Linked DNA regions of Bombyx mori: region 1 is linked to region 2. A link is a contact called in public Hi-C data. All regions are on one chromosome and are shown on one strand. The core of a region is the stretch at or near the end of the contact, and the rest is flanking DNA. Distances in the headings are between cores, read along the strand shown. Region 1 holds the start of LOC101742339 (ATP-dependent zinc metalloprotease YME1L). Region 2 overlaps LOC101746894 (protein daughterless).

What was found. Hi-C and Micro-C count contacts between places; a contact is called where the count stands out from the background.
Region 1: a Hi-C map of whole pupa shows a contact between it and region 2, with 5 times the contacts expected there. The contact joins the promoter of LOC101742339 here to the enhancer-like site in region 2. A contact is called at or near these places in 2 of 7 Hi-C or Micro-C datasets (midgut and whole pupa).

Annotation. Positions count from the first base shown.
Region 1 is chr2:386,447-392,093 of ASM3026992v2, forward strand. LOC101742339 (ATP-dependent zinc metalloprotease YME1L) reads left to right here and starts at 2,865. Exons shown (of 14, transcript XM_021347216.3): 1 at 2,865-3,020; 2 at 3,124-3,497; 3 at 4,161-4,306. The coding sequence starts at 2,985.
Region 2 is chr2:273,134-279,115 of ASM3026992v2, forward strand. LOC101746894 (protein daughterless) reads right to left here. Exons shown (of 14, transcript XM_062672427.1): 5 at 5,305-5,447; 6 at 4,261-4,422; 7 at 3,456-3,557; 8 at 1,383-1,451. Among protein-coding and RNA genes, the nearest start is that of LOC101742491, 28 kb to the left of the region's middle. Within about 2 kb of position 3,073, at least 3 of the 8 cell types and tissues checked have open chromatin away from gene starts, as enhancers often do.

The DNA.
Region 1 (5,647 bases), core at 1,615-4,114, 110 kb after region 2:
ATTTTTATATTTTTTTTTGTTTAATTATAATTAAATTTATTTTTACTATTGAATTTCGCATGCCTTACTGTCAATATAGTATATATCGACATTTTAAATACCACAACAGACTTATGTAGTTTTAAGCGCTAACACAGTGATAACTGTAATAAATATAACTGTGATATGATGCTCTAAGCAGTTAAATGCGTACTATTTATCTAACATAAGGTAAATTAACCTATATAGTGAAAAGTGTTGTTTTTTAGAAATGTTGGCCACTTTGAAAAGAGTTTTTGCAAGACAAATGTTGAAGGTTATCAAGTTATTAGACATAGCTGCATACGTATTCAGTCCAAAGGCATCCTCTCAAACATATTTACTCCACTAATCGATTCGACATCTACAAATATGTATACCACAATGAGACAATTACTAAAAATCAAAATCTCTTAGTAAGGATCGCTTAGATATTCGTAACGAGGCCTCCTGATTATCATCGCATTTTTCTTTCTCTTCTCTCTTCTCTTCTCTTTTTTCTCTTCTCTTCTCTTTTTTTTATTATTTGACATAGCTCTCACGCCTTTGCAGTTTTTGATGTGCTGAAGCGTGATCTTACAATTCAGTAAAATAATCTAGAGAGATTAGAAGAATTTGTTGCTGTAAAATATATAATAACGGCCTTTTGGCAGCTACAGCTATTCCAAATACTTTCCCAAGACCTCAGTAAATGGTCTTTAGGAGTGGAAAGAAGGTCAGACACTTTTCTCTTGTTATGTAGGTATGTTGACTTCTTGCGATGCCATTATTGCTAGTACCGAGTTTATAAAAAGCTTCATTTAGTAAATACATGCCTATTCTGTTATGTAGAGTTGATTAATTTGAGACTAATTAATTTGGATGAGATGAGATGGAATTAAGTTTCCGTATGATGGTTGTTATTTACTTTATAGTACTACTATATGATATTACACCAACGCTATTACACAATAAAATCTAAAGAAATACTAAAATAACATTTTTTTTTTAAATTGTACCCCTCGCGCTGCCACCAAAAAAAACGGTATAAATTACTGTTATGTTATTGCCACTGTTGTATTTGAATCACAGTCCAACTAGTCGATTATTTATAAATTTCAAGGTTGAAATATCACTAAGCCTAAGAATCCTAAGAATGGATTAGCAAAATCCATTCTTTTGCAGAAGCCAGCCGAGACTTTAGCATCACGATAAATAAATTGCGCTTTGGCCATAATACTGCACCGTCGCCGCGTCGCACCTTGCTAGACTTGGCACTATTACCAAAAATCTATGTAGGTACCTACACATTGTGGATCCCATAGAGTTAAGGTACTTATTAACTCCATGGTGGATCCAAAGGAGACACCATAGAGCATCTTATTTTTGATTGTCAAAACTTCTAGCTTGACCATGGAGTTAATAAGTACCGTAAAATGGGGCGATTAGGGACAAATTCCAACTTTATGAGCAATTTTAAGGTAGTTGTTGATGTATATAATGCTATATCAGGATCAAAATGATTGAGTCTTGGGGGCATCTTTGTTGTCTAATTTAAAATTATGCAACTAGCATTCCAGTTTAAGCAAAAAATGCAAAAATAGGTGTAATCCCTATTTACCCGAAAATTGCGGTTAATTGGGACGAAATGAGAAATTTGCTGGGGTTGGCACTACTTTTATTTTTATATATAGTTTTAATTTATTTATTTATTTAGTTGCACCAACAAAGTGATCATCAATAAAAAACATTGAAAAACTGACAAAAGTACATGGCAGACATCACCTCAATTATAGGTGCAATCGACAGTGCTGATATTTCTATCTGGGTTAAGAGATTAGGTGTGACGGTTATTCCATGGATTAATCAATGAATACCCCCACTCTGAACAAATATTAAATATTTTATTATGTATTACTTAGACATATTTGTCCACCTTGAGATTTCATTGATCTTGTTACATGTCTCTGCAAAATCGACTTACTTATATTAAATTGCTTATCTATTTCAACTAAAGACTTATTCTCAATTTCGCTTCGAATAAACCAGATTTTTACCAACAAATTTAAAAAATATTGTTATAACTACATAGACAACCCTACAAACCTGTACCTATTTATACTTAGGTCGTTTCCATTTCACGTATTCTCATCCCAATTGACCCCTTTTTCGTTGTTATTTGTACCTAAGACGTCCCCAATATCCCCAAAAACAACAGATTTTTACATGTATTTTTATTTAATCAAATACATTAAAACCAAAAACAATTGAGACTTACCTTTAATATATATGCTGGTTCAAACACTAAATAACGTTTATAAATCATAGTCGTCTTCTATTATTATCAAATAAATAAAAGAGAGCAAAGTTTCTAGCACTAAAATAATTACCACCACAGGAAGTTAATTTGAAACGCGATTTTTTATAAGTTTGCAGCTATTATCATGCATATTCAGAGTTGTTTTGTGAACTTTCAACATTCTACTATTAAACTACAAAAAATGGAAGATTTTGCAACGAATTTATAACTTATATTGAGCGTCGAAAGATTTTCCCGGTTTTTTCCCGATTCGCCTGTCAATCCCTAATCGCCCCATTCTACCGGTACCTTGACAGATTAATATTGATTGGCCAGTGAACTTAGTGATGTGAACATAGACCTGATGTGAAAATTAAGTCCGATTTTTCATTCCGGCCGTCGCCACTTGCAGAGTTATTAAAAAACAAACACTTACAAACTCATATATAAATATATTAAAAACAGTATAGAAATAATTTAATATTAAAATGAAGTGATAGTGCAGTTTTCATTAAAATTAAAACAAGACTTGACCGAAAGGTCTTAGTTACCAGGTTATAAAACCCCCTAAAAAAACCATTCTTTTGCACCACGAAAATTTTGACGTACCTACCTCCCAAGAAATTGACAAAATTTTCGAGTGCACTTCAAAAAAACTACAAAAACATACAATCTAGCTTCATGTAACATGTTCTCATTGAATTCTATAAACACCCAAAATCAGGTAATATTTAGTGAAAAATTATCTATTAGCAATATTTCTAAAATTAAATACAAATCTTTCAAATACGTATATTGACATTCATCATAACCTTTCGTCATTGCAGATATTAATCAGTTTTAGTCAATTATCGTGTCGATACGGCAACCTTTTCAAACACAGAAAGCAAAATAGCTTAAAAGACAAACATGTGAAGGGGAAAGAAAGCGCCAGTGCTGCATGCGAGACTCAAGTTTGCCGCGAGAGCTTAGAAGAGTGTTTGAAGAATTTCGATAAGAATGTACTAGCGGAGATGCGAAGTGTCGACCTCCGATCGTTGGCCACGATCGCCGCGTCGTCTAGAAGGTCGCTCAACGATTTTGGCGGTGTTACATCTTGTAGAAAAGTGTCTTACACTTCAAGTGAATCTTTTGAGAAAAACAGGAATGGTTGGAGTGATACTCCTAGTGTTACAGTGGAGTTACGAGGGAAAAACACACGGTATGTGGCTGCTAGTTATTCATTACAAAGTCATAATAAAATAAAATTAATATCTAATCATTTTCTTTATAACAATAATTTATTGCAAATGTTCTGAGACTATGATGTAACATCTGTATTGATTAAACAATTATTACCGTTGAACAAGATAATCCACTTGCACGGGATAGATGTGCCATTCATGTTGTGATGCTTTTGTTGCATAAATGGATGAAAATACATATTCACATATTTTGTAAACAAATATCATTTTTGTAAAGTATTATAGCTTTACAAATGGCAAATTAAGTATTAGTGTAAAACTTTTAGCAAATTATTGTAATACGATTAATCAGAAGAACAGTAATTTGAGAGATAGGAATGTTCATCAACATTCTATTTCATCCAATAGAAACATATTCTGCTTTATGAATTTTAATGATTTAAGTTACCATGGACTGTTCTGACTTTGATATTAGTAATTTTTTGTCCACGCAAGCTTAACTACTTGTAAAGATCATATGGGACACTAAAAAGTTTAATTGTGGTACTTATTTTCTGTTAACCGAATGACCAATGAGAGGTCCGGTAGGGAGTCACTATTTAATGAGTGTATGAGATAACTCGAACTCTGAGCATACATGAACATGAGAGCTGCTTATATTACATGAAATTTATTTTCAGATTTAACCTCTCCGATAACTTTATTCGCCTATTATGTCAAAACACAAAAAGTACATTCAAGTACAACATTCAAGTAAGAGGATTTAAGACGGATCGAAGCATCAGTGCAGATCTGAAAAGAAATCCGAACCTGGTTAATAGACTACGTAAGTTATTGGGTCAGTATTGTGTGTTACATTGCTGGTTTTGCATTAACTTTGCTTTGATTGAGTATAACTTACTGAACTGAAGTAAGTCCTTATGAGAGAAGACTGAATTCTGGAGACCAATTTCAAGTTGTGTAAGTTGGTGGCTCTAAATTGCATCTAAATTAGCATAAAATTTTGTTGGTTATCATAGGGTACAGTTTATATCCTTAACTGTTTTCAATTTTTGTAAATTATATTTCTCTACAACTCACTATTTCCCACTGCTTGTATGCAGATGATGTACAGATCTATATAAAAGCTTCTTTATATGATATACATGACTACGCTCAAATTCATATTAGTTATACTGGTGCTTGCATTAGCTGCATCTCTGGGATGGTTATGAATTTTTTTTCCAACCGCCACTAAATCTGCATTTGCAGTCTTTATCTACAATCTATGACTATGCTAATGCCAGTTTCTTGATCTAATCAAAGAATAGTTTGTTAAACTTGAGCTGCTACAAAATTCCTGTTAAGAATATAAGTAAAAGAATATTTCAAGTTCCTTTGTGATATGCTAACTGAAAATGCTTGTGTATTAATGATTCTTGGCTTGTTCATTCACAAATAGTGAATTCTATTGTGAAATGTACTCGCGGCTGCAGTGAGAAGTGTGTCAACAAGGGGGCCAAGGGGCATCCATAAATTACGTCACATAAATTTTAACCTACCCTCCCATCTTAATCACAGATTTTCACATTTTTACCTCCCCCCCTCTTCCTGATGTTACATGGCACATAATTTAATTTTGGTGAATGTATTTAAAAATAATCACCTTTTGTTTTTTTTTTTTTTATAATCCGCAATAAGACACTCTTTAAGAGCACTTGCCGCCGACTTAAGCCTATTTAAACCCTTATCATTCAGAACTCTCGTGGATTTTAGTTTTAGTGTGTCACTTACATTAAAACACTGCTCTTGAAGTTGAATGTTGTAGCGTGAGAGATAATTTCATAGCGATAGTTATAAAGTATTTTTAAAGTTTAATTATTTAAATACAAATTTCGCGTTTTAGTAATTTATATCTTAACATGTGACGTCATAAACCTTTTGACCCCTGCCCCTTGCCGCACAATGTCACATTCCAGTGGATGACCCTTATTTAATACTATGCATAATGTTTTGGTCTACTTGTTACAGATCACTCTAAATTTCTGATAACCATGAATGCTTCTAAAAAGTGTAGTTTTAGGAGTGGTGTACCATTCGTTATGACATGAAATATTCTTGAAGTAATGCAACGCACCGCCTTGTCGGCTCAGCCTAACATATCATTTAAATATTATTTTGAACTATC
Region 2 (5,982 bases), core at 1,823-4,322:
GCTATATTTCAAGGTCTTTTCTGTACATTAATCTTCTTTTTTTTTTTTTTTTAGTTGGGTGAACGAGCTCACAGCCCACCTGGTGTTAAGTGGTTACTGGAGCCCATAGACATTTACAACGTAAATGCGCCACCAACCTTGAGATATAAGTTCTAAGGTCTCAGTATAGTTACAATGGCTGCCCTACCCTTCAGACCGAAACGCATTACTGCTTCACGGCAGAAACGGGCAGGGCGGTGGTACCTACCCGCGCGGACTCACAAGAGGTCCTACCACCAGTAAAATCTTCACTTACATATGTACATACATACAGGTATGTATCAATCAATATGAATACATACTATCAAGTATATATAGTGTGTACTTGATAGTATCTGATCATTAATATAACAGTATCTTAGTCTAGAAAAAAGAAGCTGAAAACCATGCGACACTCTCAATACTCAAACTTCACATACGGGAACGTAGTTAACTGTCTGTCTACTTTTGAAGTTACTGAAATCGATCAGATACAAAACTAATTAGTTAAGATATTGAGGACGACTCGATATTACAGGGCGAGCTATTGGTCAGCCACCGCGCGCTGACCCATACCACCGAGGCGAAAGCGAGGAGGAGCGGTTCAAGTTTTTGGTGGTATGTGTATTAACTGTCCCTTTTTCGGCGTGAAATCCGACCATATTAATTAAAAGTTTTAATGTAAAAAGCTTTGTAAATGAGATTTCAGTTACTTTAAACTATTATAATGTAGCTTTTTAAAGTTTATCTAATAACAATATATTTCAAACATTACTTTGTTCCTCAAAGCCATATAAGATTACAACTACATACTCTATTATAAACAGTAAGCAGATGAGGCCTATAAAATCAAAGGCAGCTAAATCCAAGTCTGTCAAATATTCAGGTAAACTACAAAAATCGGCCCTAAGCACGTCATTACGGATCCTCCCGATCCATCGAAGTACTGCTCTTGCTAGGGCCAGTGTTAGCAACACCCCCGTCTTGAGAAGCTGAAATAACTTTGTTCGGATAGCTACGATATTCTTTATTTTAAAGAATGAGAATATTACTAATAATCTGAATTTTAAATGATAAAACTTCGTTTATTAGTACTTAGTACAGAGTAAAAATAAATTTTTTGAACTGAATTTGTTAGAGATTTAGCTGCATTTGTTATAACATGAAAACACTAAAGCGTGTCCAACTAACTAAACAGGATAGCGCCATTGTTAATTCATTCTACGACATTATGGCGTTTAGCTGCCATTGATTTTATAGGCTTCAAATGTTACATTTGAATAATTTCCGTGGGTTCGTTCTTCACTTTACAAAGCTACACGCGACGAGGTGGTATTTATTTACAAGGCGCGCAGTATACTCACAACGACGTCGGAGTGCTCCCGCAAGAACACCATGGCTTCGTCGAGCTGTCGCTGTTCTGCGGGCGCGCCCTGCCACAGCACGGGGGGGTGAGGCGACCAGCGGGGAGCTACCTCGTCGGGAGGGGGGGAGGGACCGGCTCTCTACTAACTAACTCTACAGAATTCGTTTAAGAGTTGACTCCGCGTGGAGAGGGACTACAACTTACAACAACTAGAAAATTCGAAGTAAACTTACGCGGGGGGTTGGGGAGCGGGGGTTCAATGCGCCGGTTCGATGGCTTAGTCAATAGTGGAGTCATTGTAGGGAGAACGAACCGAGAAGGGGGACTAAGTTCATATTTTTTTAAGAGAACTTTAATGTTATTTCGTTGGCTTTTTATGTTACGTAAATTTAAATTAAATGATTTTTGGATCAAATGTTGCTTTTTAGAAACGTAGAACACATAAATTACGAATCCACACAATTTTAATAAACATTGCATAGTTTCATAATTATGAAACCAGATTCCGACGGCTCGTTTTCAAAAAGTTCTCAAAGCCACTGGGGTATTATATCATATACCTTAAAGTTTTCTCGACCGCGTCAGAAACGAAACGAAACAGTTCAAGACAAGTGTAGGCGATGGGTAAACAGGCAAACACGCACACTACAAATCAAAAGGAATCACTACTAACCTACTAAAGAGCGCCTACCAAAATAGTAAATAAAAAAAAAATAAAAAAAAAATTAAGAAAATGTTAAACAAGGACAAAGCTCCACACTGTTCGCTCGTTAAACAAATAAAACACAAACAAAAAAAAAATCGAAACAAAAACGTTAAGAGAAAAATATTTACAATCCTTTTTTATTAGTTAGGTCGACGTTGCCCCGGACCGCGACCACGGGTTGCTGTACTAAAACAACCGCAACGTCTTGCAACGTTGAGCATGTTGTCCAAGGACCTCGACCTAACTATGAAGTTAATAAACATTTGGTCCAATCACAAGAACTAAGGATAATCAAAGCGCCCGAGCGAAGTCGCTACGGCAAGCTTGATTAGACCAAATGATTAACAAGAATATTATTAAAACTGCTGTTACAATATCTTGCGTATATTGCTTGAAAGACACGACTGAGGTGTTTGTTCATTGAAACATAAATATTGCACTACCGTCCAATTTTCTATATTTATAAAGAAAACTAGCCTACCCGGCAGACTTGTATAAAATAAACTTAAAACAAACAAAAGGAATCCGCCCGACGGGGGACACATCAATGGAAAAACAAAACTGTTATTTTTATTTAATTCCGACAATTCTCATATTTATTTTATCTACCTTTTAAACCTTCTCTGGACTTCCACAAATATATTTATATAGAAAATTGGACGGTAGTGCATTTCTTGACATTCATATCAACAAAATAAATAGAAGGAAAATCAAATTGCAAGTTTAAGAAGTCGTAAAAGCAGTTTTAAGGATGTCTACAACTCGAGCGCTGTGTAACATCATTAGTACCAATCATGCTGGGGGGGTCACATGCTAACGGTCTGGCAAAATGTGGTACTCGATCAGTGCCGTTTAAACAAAGATGGGGGGTTCGAGGGGGGACCGTCCCCCCGGACCGACTGGCTGCTCGTCCCTCACCCACGTTCTCTGTACAGAGCAGCAAATGGGGGCACAGGACCCGGGGCCTTGTGAGCAGTCCGCGGTGACCACATTGTTATAGTATAGCTTTGGACCTTTTTGCATCATATAGATGGAAGAGCTACATCAGGACCCATCTGACGTCAAGTGGTCACGACGAGACAAGACAAAAGAGAAAAATCATTTAAGCTTTACAGATTTTTATTGAATTCCTGCAGACCGCAGAAACATATTCGGTAATGAACAAACCCCCACATTTTGCCAAACAACGATTTATATAAACTAAAAACTTGTCGAATGAGACTTTCATCTCACTAACCGTCTGTTTTACTCCAGGGGGGTTAATGGAGTTTTACCCTGCCATGTTTATAATCCTGACAGTACACACTAACTTTACGTGATCTGATTTTTAGGTCAGTCAAAATAAGTTATCGTAAGTAGACGTACCATTACATTAGGGGGGTAGACGGCGACGTGCGGGTGTCCGTTCGCGAGGGGGGTCGCTCCTGAGGGAGGAGAGGACACGCCCGGCCCCGACCAGCCTGCCTGCTGACGTATGCGAATTGTGAGGATGGCGTGTGACCAGTGTTTGAGGAGTTCATTGTTCTGCACATTTGTTTGAGACGCGCGCACGTGGCCGGGGGTCGTGGTTTCGATTCCCACTTGGGAGTAACATTCGTGTAGGTTAGGTTAGGTTAGGTTAGGTTTGTTTTCTTAATGGGTGGAGGGGAACGCGGAGAGTGAAGTTGTGTGATTTGATTTATTTTGTCTATTTAGTGTTTCTTAAGGTCTAAACGTGTAATAGCCGTGGTTTATTAACTGTTTAATATCTGTGAAAGTGCACAAATGTGGGAAAACAAAGTCGCTGGACGAAACGTCTCGGGATCCTTTTACTGTGATTATATTCCATCACATAATCATATCATTTCATGCCATGTTTTTTTTTTATTTTTTTTTATTGCCCTTTTAGACAGACGAGCATACGGCCCACCTGATGGTGAGTGGTTACCGTCGCCCATGGACTTCAGCAATGCCAGGAGCAGAGCCAAGCCGCTGCCTACAAATCATGCCTGCTCATATATCAAAAAATATATTAAAATAAAACTTGACCTAAAGGTCTTGGTTACCAGGTCATAAAATTCCTTAAAAAAATTAATGAGTGGGTGTTTAATGTATCGTAGTTTGAGGCCAGGTGACCGACCGCGTGTGGTTACTGTTTGAAGATGACGTGTCTCGTGTTCTGGTGTGGTACCTGCGTGACTGGCACGGCGTGCGGCACGTGTTCGTGCTTGAGGGGGTAGAGGCGGGCGTGCAGCGGGGGCGGGGAGTGCACGGGCGTGGACGGCGACGAGTAGGACGACACGCTGCCCTCGGGGCCCACCACCGTCGGCGTACTCGCGCCCCCCCCATACATCTTCAACGAGGAAATGCTAATTATGAATACCGCTTGATGTACTTGTGCAACTTTGTGGTCCCTGATCCGCTCTGATCCCTGGTCCTTTTAATAGGCAAGACGGCAGTGCCTCCTACCACTGCGTGTCTACAATATATTTATTGATTGTCTTATTCATTTATTGTGTAAAGTATATATTTGCTCAAAGCAGTTGGCATCTGTCCGCGGAACTTAAACATCGGCATTGTCGCAATGCTCAACCGGTCAATATACCGTGTCACCAAAAGTATACTTCACATCCACATTTTCCTACTATAGTTTGATACGCATGAGTTACACGCTTTAGCGGTTCGCTAAAACATTGTAAAACCGCGATAATTCTAAGACCCTTTTTATGAAATCACGTTCATGAGTCGTGGGAGCCTCATGGACGTGATGCGACAGTACGATGACTTTATGTATACGACCAGTTTATGAATGTAATGACTCAACTCGTTTATCTAACAGAACTAATCTATTTGCGTTGCCGTAAGTCTGGATAATCGATTAGTTTGTGAGTAACGCCCTCGTCCATCCCGTGCGACCGTGGTCTGATTAGTTGGGCGTCCGGGTGTACTCGAGTCGAGTGATACTCTATTGTCTGCAAGGCAAGTTGATATCACCATTACGCTTATTCCTGTAATTATGAAACCAAAAACAAGTTGACCACGAGCTGACCTGGGACCATAATAAAATTAGCCAAGTGGTTGGTAGATATGTAGGGACCACAAATGTCACCATAGCAACGATGCTACGTCTCGGGATTGTCGGGCTGTCGATAGCACGTTCAATATACGTTAGTCACTTAACTGAACACGTGTCTTATTAATCCTTGCCCGATATAGAGACTCAACCGATACTAACTGGTTGTAGCGGAGGTTTGGCGACGAGCATGGGGTCTGTGGGGGAGTGGTGGGGGGCTGCGGCTCTGAAGGAGGACATGGGCGGCAGTGGCAGCTCCGCGCCGCCGCCCGTCGCCTCGCCGCCCACCGCAGCGCCCGCTATACCTGGAAATGTTTTGACAGAACGGTATTATTACAAAAAAAAAATTCCTACCTGTTCTAGTAAACCCGAGGGGTTATTCTAGATTCACAGTAGATGAGCTCACGGGGCTCAAGCCTGATGACGTTGCTAAGACGAACCCTAGCAAGAGCTGTGCTTCGCAGAATCTACCACCGGATCGGAAGCGCGACCCACTGAGAAGATCCAGCGAGAAACTCAGTGTGCTGTGTCTATAGGGTTAATTTACTCGCCGAGCCCTTTCTCGCAAGCGACGGGTTCGGCGGGGACGGTGACCGGTGCTTGAGGTACCTTAAAGCACTGTTAGTGTTTCCGGAGGATCCGAAATGACGTGTTTAGCACTGTCTAATGTTAATAATTGATTCAAAAATCACTAATGAATCGAATGAGATCGGGATCTAGCGTGTGCTTTGCTTGTTGGCTTTGTAAAATATGTTTACAAACGAATAATGCAGATGCCGTTAACTGCATACACACATACACCACGACGTCACCCACACGTCACAAGCCGCATCAATTTTA